Regions from separate parts of the Mus musculus genome. Here regions 1 and 2 are each linked to region 3. The links are chromatin contacts, called in public promoter capture Hi-C maps. All regions are on one chromosome and are shown on one strand. Each heading gives the region's core, a stretch centred on a gene start, on an enhancer-like site or on the middle of the called end of the contact. The rest is flanking DNA. Distances are from core to core; before and after follow the strand shown. Region 1 holds the start of Golph3l (golgi phosphoprotein 3-like). Region 2 holds the start of Sec22b (SEC22 homolog B, vesicle trafficking protein). Region 3 holds the start of Polr3c (polymerase (RNA) III (DNA directed) polypeptide C).

The links. Promoter capture Hi-C pulls out the DNA fragments that hold promoters and counts their contacts.
Region 1: a promoter capture Hi-C map of pre-B cells shows a contact between it and region 3. The contact joins the promoter of Golph3l here to the promoter of Polr3c in region 3.
Region 2: a promoter capture Hi-C map of liver shows a contact between it and region 3, with 2.1 times the contacts expected there. The contact joins the promoter of Sec22b here to the promoter of Polr3c in region 3. A contact is called at or near these places in 5 of 39 promoter capture datasets (3T3-L1-derived adipocytes, hematopoietic stem and progenitor cells, hippocampal neurons and 2 more).

The regions. Positions count from the first base shown.
Region 1 is chr3:95,587,302-95,590,236 of GRCm38.p6, forward strand. Golph3l (golgi phosphoprotein 3-like) reads left to right here and starts at 1,633. Exons shown (of 5, transcript NM_146133.3): 1 at 1,633-1,833. The coding sequence starts at 1,666. It overlaps Hormad1 (HORMA domain containing 1), which reads left to right. Exons shown (of 15, transcript NM_001289532.1): 15 at 80-559. The coding sequence ends at 157. It overlaps Gm40097 (a long non-coding RNA gene), which reads right to left and starts at 1,516. Exons shown (of 3, transcript XR_867468.2): 1 at 1,344-1,516; 2 at 59-115.
Region 2 is chr3:97,899,854-97,902,553 of GRCm38.p6, forward strand. It overlaps Sec22b (SEC22 homolog B, vesicle trafficking protein), which reads left to right and starts at 1,374. Exons shown (of 5, transcript NM_011342.4): 1 at 1,374-1,567. The coding sequence starts at 1,493.
Region 3 is chr3:96,726,091-96,728,790 of GRCm38.p6, forward strand. Polr3c (polymerase (RNA) III (DNA directed) polypeptide C) reads right to left here and starts at 1,349. Exons shown (of 15, transcript NM_028925.1): 1 at 1,259-1,349. It overlaps Rnf115 (ring finger protein 115), which reads left to right and starts at 1,521. Exons shown (of 9, transcript NM_026406.3): 1 at 1,521-1,820. The coding sequence starts at 1,719.

The DNA of each region.
Region 1 (2,935 bases), core at 383-2,882, 1.1 Mb before region 3:
GGGCTATATAGAGAAACCCTGTCTTGAACCCCACCCCCAAAAAATTAAAGTCTCTTACGTAGTTGTTTTCTTTTAACAGGTCCTTCACGTCTTGGAATCTAGTCAAGAGTCAGTGCTGAAGAAAAGGAGAGTTAGTGAACCAAAGGAACATACCTAAAAATTATTTTTCTTATGCAAATTTGCAGTTCTCAACATTTAAACTAATATGCTGTATTATTTGAAGGTGTGCCTTCTGTACCTCTGAAAATTATTTTGTAGTTCATAGTTATTAAACTAATAAAAGTTTTAGCTATTATATTGTGTTTACCTGAGATAAATCCAAGGGAACTTTTGACTAAACAAAAATACAAATGTCATTGATTCTGCTCATATCCACTGAATACAACCTGCCTTCTATTTTAAAGAAAGCTTTTTTTTTAAATGTGTTAAGTTTTAAGGCCCTCTAAAACCATTTTTGAAGTGTTTATTCTGACTTTAAAATTCTGTAAGGATACACTTTTTACTTATGTTAAAACTGTACCATTTACTTGGTGCTATTAAAACAATGTTTGCTATTTTGATATAGTGTGTTATTAACAACTTTTTTTTTTTAATATTTATTTATTTATTATATGTAAGTACACTGTAGCTGTCTTCAGACACACCAGAAGAGGGCATCAGATTTCATTACAGATGGTTATGAGCCACCATGTGGTTGCTGGGATTTGAACTCATGACCTTTGGAAGAGCAGTCGGCACTCTTAACCGCTGAGCCATCTCACCAGCCCTATTAACAACTTTTAAATATGTATTTAGAGCAAAAATGATAAAAGCAATGGCCAATAAAAAAAAGACCGGCATCTTAATACCATGACTAAGATGCTCAGTGTGCAGGGTCTTTCAGGGCTTCTAGTTATTTAATTAACAGAAAGTGTTCAGCTATTAATTTTGAGAGAATTTAAGTAAGTATATCTTTCGCGAGGTGGACACATTTTAGAACTTTTGAGTGGTAGTGTGAACAATTGTTTTGCTGAGAGACCTGGAACCTAGCCCCACCCAAGCTATTTGCTTCCTTTGCTTCAGAAAAGGAAGACCTAAAAACTTGATCTGTTTCCGTCTTGTAATTTTAGCAGCCATATTCCAAACTGTACAGTAGCTACAGGATTATCAAAGTGGGATAACATCCCTCTAGAGCTGTTATGTGTGTAATAGTACCCATGCTGTTCAGTATAAACAGCACAAACCGAGTCAGATTACGTTTTTCTAGAGGCAAAGTTAAGCTCAGAGTTTACTCTTAGCCTTATTGCTTGGATGCCAACATTTCTTAACCAGCAGTGCCAATACAGACAGCTACAGAAAAACACCTGCTACACTGAAATTGGCCAACAGAATCCTTTCGTGATTGGCAGCACTGTGCTATCTCACAGAATACTTTGATTGGGTAATTTCATCGGGGTGGGATGCAGCCTTTTCCTCGCAGCCACCGAGGTTCCTTCATTGGACAGACCAGCTGTCAGGTTGAACCCAAACCTGCCTCCTTTTGGTGATGTTTGTCTGGATCGCAACACAATAGCCCGGAGGACCTCCCCTCGTAAGCTCCGATTGGCTAGAGTCAAACTTGGGGGTTTCTGATTGGCCCAATGAAGAAACACCAAGGTAGGTTGCCTAGTGATCCTGAGGAAGCTGATGTGTTATTCCCTCTCTGCAACGAAGGATCAGGAAGTTTGTACTCTCTGTGTGGCTGAGAAGTTTTTCACCTACTGGAACCCGCCTAGGGTACGGGAAACAGGTGCCCTCCAAAACGAGAGCGCGAACTGCAGCCTACGTCCCACTGCAGCTCAGGAGCAACGTCAGGTGAGCAAATATAACACTTCTTAACATCCAACAGAGCTGGTCAGTATTTTACTTTAGAGAGAAAGGGTGGTTTTTACTTATTTGTTGTTGCTCATCATGTTTTCAAGTAGGGTATTTTAACTAATAAGTGGCCACAGGGAAATGATGAATTCCTCAAAGAAAATTGCCCCCATTCTCCCCGGGGTGTTAAAGTTTCTTGGATTGGGTTTGGAAATAATGCCAAATGGAATTGGCACCCTAAGGCATTGTTCTGTGTTCTGTTCCTTCACTCTTCTTACTTCCCCTGAAAATTATATTTGAAATATACGCTTGTATGAAGAATTGTTTGTAAGACTCTTGGTGTGTATTTCTGGTGCTGTTTAATGAGTATATATTTATTTGAGCAGTTAAAACGTTAAAGATATTGTGCTAGTTGCTATGGAGAATATAAAAATTAAAAGATGACAATATTTCAGCCCTGGAGAAGTTTAATGTAACAGACAGCCATAACAAAAGAGGGACTATAATAAACATTTTAAAGGGCTTAAGTATAAATTTCTGTTTACATACAACTGAAGAAAAATCCATTTCTAAGTGTTTAATATATGCATAGTGGAGAGATAGAATTCACCTTAAGGCCTCACTTGTCTTTAGTAGGCCTTCAAAGACTGGACAGACAGTATTTAGGGAGGAAAGGAAAAGGAAGAAAACTCCAAGATCACAAGGATCAGAGGCAGAAAGAAAGCAAGATAAAATTGTTGAACTAGGCACAACCATAGCACATTTTAAATATTATTCTTTTGACCTCAAAGATATATAATTGCTGATAGTTTTTGACTTGCTTTTAATCATAAAAATTGACATTTATACCAGGCAGTGGTGACACACCTCTAATTCCAGCACTTGGGGAGCAGAGGCAGGTGGATCTCTAAGTTCAAGGCCAGCCTGGTCTACATAATGAATTCCAAGATAGCTAGGACATTTACACAGAGCAACCCTGTTTTGTTTCGTTCTAAACAAACGAAAAATAAAATACATTTACATTTGTATGAACTGTGCTAACTTTAAGCTTTATCACAGATGACTTAGACAAGTGTAATGCTTAGTATAAAAGGGTGTGTGC
Region 2 (2,700 bases), core at 124-2,623, 1.2 Mb after region 3:
AGCAAGACACTGTCTGGAGGGGGGAATTATATATGAAAGAGGAGAGATAATATGAGAGAATGCTTATTAATCAGTAGCTAGAGCTGAACTTGAGCTCAAAGCCTGTTTACATCACTTCTAACTACATGACCTGCTTGGAAAAATCTTTGCAGTCTTCCCCAAGTATAAAGTGAGAGCCTTCAGCTAACAAATTTCACAGAGTTGTTTAGTTAAATGTTCAGATAATCATAAGACACTAAGTATTTAGCAAAGAATAGTTATTACTAATGTAATAAGTATATTTGTATAATTCCTTTCTTTCTTTCTTCCTTTCTTTCTCTCTCTCTCTCTCTCTCTCTCTCTCTCTCTCTCTCTCTCTCCCTCCCTCCCTCCCTCCCTTCCTTCCTTCCTTCCTTTTCTAAGTTTACAAAACCCCTGTACCTCCACGTTCTTCTCATTTAATATTTACAAAAACCCTCTTGAGGCCAAGAATATCCCTATCTCATTGATGAGGACACCAAAGAAGAGAGAGATGAGAACTCTTCCTTAACGGTGATTATCTAGAGGTTGCTTCAAAAGCAAGTGAAAACCAAATTACTGGAAAGCCTGGTAAGATTCCCCTTTCTATACCATGATAGAGGCAGCCAAGAACCTAGATTTGGGGAGGCTAATGATGTATGTGATCCCCCTGTACTTCTTCATTTATTAATATATGCATATATATACATATATATATGAATAAATATATATAATACTAAATATTGCTGATCTCTTTTTAAAAGTTTCATGTGTGGGGGTGGCTTACTTCCGCTCCTGCCTGTGCAGCACGTGCATGGAAAGGTTGGAGAGGCCAGAAGAAGGTGTCAGATTCCCCTGGAACTGGAGTTACTGATGGTTGTAAACCAGCATGCGGGTGCTGAGTTGAACTCCGGTCCTCTGAAAGAACAGCCAGAGTTCTTGATCCCTGGGGCGGTCTCTCCAGCTCCTATTTGCCAATCTCTTACCACAAACTGTTTAAGAACTTTGTGACAGTATAAACACCCAGGCCAGAAAAACCCTCAAGAAACGAATCTCTGCTGAGACATACACAGATTATAAAATATTATACATAAAATGCTCTGTAAAAAAAATCTGAAAATACATAGCTTTACAGTTGCTTCATACTCCATTCGTCTAAAAAGTTCGCTCTCAGTCACCTTTCAAGCCCTACTAAGCTTGAGCGCCACTCCTCTTGCAGAGACACCACTTAGTGGAAACAAAAATTCACAAATGTGGGCGGGACTTGGTCGGAGGAATGACTGCGGAACTAAAGTTCCCGGTGGTTGTGGTTCTCGGTGGGAAGCCAATTGAAAGGACCGGTAGTGGAAAGCTCTGAAGTCGTTTCCGGCCACCTCAGCGGGAAGCGGAGACGCCAGCGGCTAGCTGTTGGGGACCTCAGCCGGAGGTGTAACTGGCCGCCGCCGGAGAAGAAGGGACAGTGACTGAGGCGGCCTGGTCTCCGTAGCCAGGGAAGATGGTGCTGCTGACGATGATCGCCCGTGTGGCGGACGGCCTTCCGCTGGCCGCCTCGATGCAGGAGGACGAGCAGGTAAGCTGCTGCCGGAGCCCCGAGCTCGCCCTGCTCCCGGCTAGTGAGACCCTAGCGACCTCACAGACTCCTTCCCCCTCTTCTCGAGAGCTCTTTTACCGTTTGCTCGTGAAAAGACTACCTGTGAGAAGAAATCCTTGTGGAAGGAGTTAGAGTTATGGTGGTAACTGTTCCTCTCTACACAGAAGCCCCGGAGAAAGCTTATCCAGGTTTAATTTGATCACCCAGTTTGTGATGACTTTTTAGGGACCTTCTTAGAATTTAGGACTTTTCTTTTGGGCTGCTGTTAAGGCTGCTGACTAATATATCTGGGGAAGACCAACCCTTGGTTTCTTCACCTCGCTTTCCTGTAGCTCTTGATCCTTGACCTAGCTCGATGACATATTTTGATAGAGGATGAGGTAATATTGCCACTTACAAAGTTGTCAAGGTTCAGTAAAGTGCCTACTTTCACGGCTATGCCTGATTTTCTCCTGCTCTCATAAAGTATATTATTCAGATGAGCCCAAGAATATGATCCGGACAAAGGAGATTGGGGGCTGGGAGTCTTAGAGAACACTTCCTTTGAAAAATATTTTCCCCGTGAGGGGTATCAGTGGGGTAGAGATGGGCAGAATCTGATCAGTTGCACTGAAGTCTAATGGAGGAGAGGGACCAAAGTGGGTCTGAAATGCTACTCAATATCAGTGGGCCCCTACTCTCTGCTTTGAAATTTTTCTGAAAAAAATTCATGGATTCTTTCTTAATTTTAAACTTGGTATTTATTTGATATTGGTCTGCCAATATTGGTTTGTTTCATTGATGAGAAGTTCTCCACAGAAGTGTTTTGTTTTGTTTTTCTGGTTGTGATTTATCATTTCCCTTTATTAATTTTGATTTTAAATAATAAGCCTTTCTGAACCTTCAATGTCTGCAGAAGCATCGGTCTCAGACTCTTGTTTTACCATCATGATAGTAGACAGAACGTCACACACAGCCTCATATAGAACAGCACTGTCCTGAGAGTGCTAGGGGTGCTATTTCTCTGGCCCTCCTCATACCACCCATGTCAGAGTGTGTGCTCTTATTGCCCTTCACAGGGGCTCTTAGGCTTAAAGTCACACTGCTAACAAGTAGGGTAATGGAATGTGCCC
Region 3 (2,700 bases), core at 99-2,598:
ATTTGCCTTAATATTTATAAGTTGAGATCCTTTGTTCCAAGGATGTAGTAAAAACCATGCCATGAGTTCTCTTCACAATACTGGCATTGACATAAATAATCTAGCATCTATCAATAAATTATAGTATAACCTTAAGAGAGTATACTATGCCAACATTTAAAATGACTTCATACAATATAACTACCATAAAATATTCCTAATGTGTTGTCATTTAGTAATTGCAATGGTCAGATATGATGGTGTACACTGCCTGTAATTCTTGCACACAGGAGACCAAAGTCAAAGAATCAATAGTTCCAGGTCAACCTGGGCACAAAGTGAGTTCAAAGCCAGCCTGTGTTATACAGCAAGACTCTGGTGGGTAATACACCCACCACCCACCAAAACAAAGAACTAGAAAACTAGACATCAAATTTGTTTTCTAAAGCCAGGTATGGTGGTGCAAGCCTACAATTTCAGCACTTAGGAGGTGGAAGTATGAGGGTCAGGAGCTCATGGTTACATATTGAGTTCAAAACCAGGTTGGCTACATGAGATCCTATTAAAATTAAAAAAAAAAAAAAAAAAAAGGCAAGCCATCCTCCCCTATATATGCCATTTATTTTAATGGGAATATATGTGGTTTGTGGTTCCAATAATCTTTAAAGACTGGATTCATCTCGGTATGGTGGCTAACATCTGTATTTCCAGCACTAAAGCTAGAAGACTGTCATAAACTGAAGGCCAGCCTGGGCTACATAATAAATACCAAGCAAATCTGGTCCAGAGTGAGACCTTTAAAAGCAAAGGGGGAGGGAAAGTGCGAATAACTTTCTGTCACAGATACAAAGACCTAAGGCTCATGACCCAGTGGGGTACAACTTATTCCCAAGCCATAAACCACGACTTAGATAGATAAAGTAAAAAAAGAGCTTCTTAGGGTATTTCAATTAGGAGATGAAGTTATGTTCCATTGAGAACCATATTAAATTTTTACATCATGAGACACAAGCAGGAATGGGTGTAGTTGATTTTGAAATTACCTCCCTATCACAAGCTCCAACTCTCTCGAACCTAAATTTTTGTCCCTCTTGCCACAGTGTCGCAGAGAAGACTATTTCACTTAGCCACACACACGTCTTTGGAGAAACATCCTTAGACCAGTTGCCATCCTTGAATGCATTTCCTGGCTCCTCTCCCTTCATGCAAGTTTCTGTTCCGGACTTTGTTTCTTGGCCCTGAGTCAGGGCCTCCTCATTCCGGCAGCGTTTTCACTAACCTCAGGGTCGGGGCTAATTTAGAAGCTCCAAATGTTGTCCTCCCGAGGCCAGCAGCCTCAGCTCATGAGCTTCCCATCGCCCCTTCTTAGAAGTAGAGCACCATCCAGGCGGACGCGGAAGGGTCAGAGCACGGGCCGCTCTAGCCGACAGTGTCGGTGGTTTCCGGGGACGCTCTTTCTCTCCTCTCGTTGGGAGGCTGGAGGACCGGCCAGGGGCTGTCTGAGGTGCCGGCGGGCGGGCTCTCCTCTGCCTTTGGTGCCGGGAGGCGGGCCTCGGGTCGCGTGGCCGCTGGCGGGCGGGCCTCTCGGGGCCGGGCGGACTCACGTGACCCTTGCGGGCCTCGGAGCGGCGGGCCGCCCAGAGGAGGCGGCGACGGCGGTGGCGACCGCAGCACGGGAGGTAGCGGCCTGGGGAGGGACCGCCGGCCGCCCTTTCGGACATCCTCGGCGGAGGCGAAACATGGCGGAGGCCTCGGCGGCGGGGGCGGACGCGGGCTCCGCTGTCGCCGCACACCGTTTCTTCTGCCACTTTTGTAAGGGCGAGGTCAATCCCAAACTACCGGTAAGAGCCCCGTGTGTCCCGCGCTCCGGCGCCGCGTAGGTCCTTGGCTCCTAGGGCTGGAAACCGGGTCTTAGGCTGCCCGCACACCCGTGATTCCCTTGACACCGGTGTTCTCGGTACCTGCTGCCCGCTGTCTCCGGGCACTGGTCGCAAACCCTGGGCATCAGGGCCAGGGTCCTGCCTATCCCTCATTTCCGCGGCGTCTCCAATCAGCCCCTCATTTCGCTTCCGCTCTTTAATACCACCCCCATCTTTTTTTGTCTCCTCGGTGAATTCTCGGGCAAATCTGCGTCCAATTTGCTCTCAGTCCCCTTCCTTGTCTTTTCGCGATGACCTATCCCCTGTACTCTTTCCGTTTTTGCGGCTCACCTACTCTTTATTTTTCTTCCCACTTCTCAACCAGATCCTCCCCCCTTCTGCATCCTCAGTGAGCCGAAATAGCATATTGCTGAGGACTTCTTAGTAGGTTTTGTTGAAGTACAGAAAGAGGAGGTTTGGAAGGTAACAGGGAAGAGGGAGATTTTGTTCTTCAGTGGTTTTTGGGTTCTTGTGAAAGTGAAAATAGCAGTGTACCAATGACTTGCAGACTGCGCTCCCTGTTGCTATCGAAGGAAATGGCTTTGGGAAGAAGGTAGGACGTACTGTCTCAACTTATTTTGGATATCACGTTGCCAGTGTCTTTAGCTCCACTTTCCTAGCCCACCCCCTCCATTTTTTTTTTTTTTCTGCCCAGGAAAACAAAAAAAGAACAGAATGTTGGGACTGCTTTCTCTGATATAAAATTGGCTCTGCCAGGCTGTCAGCCAATAGAGAGGTAGGGCTATGCTTTAAGAAAAGGTTTCTGCAGCATGCTAGCCAGTGCCAGCGCCCCCAATTATAA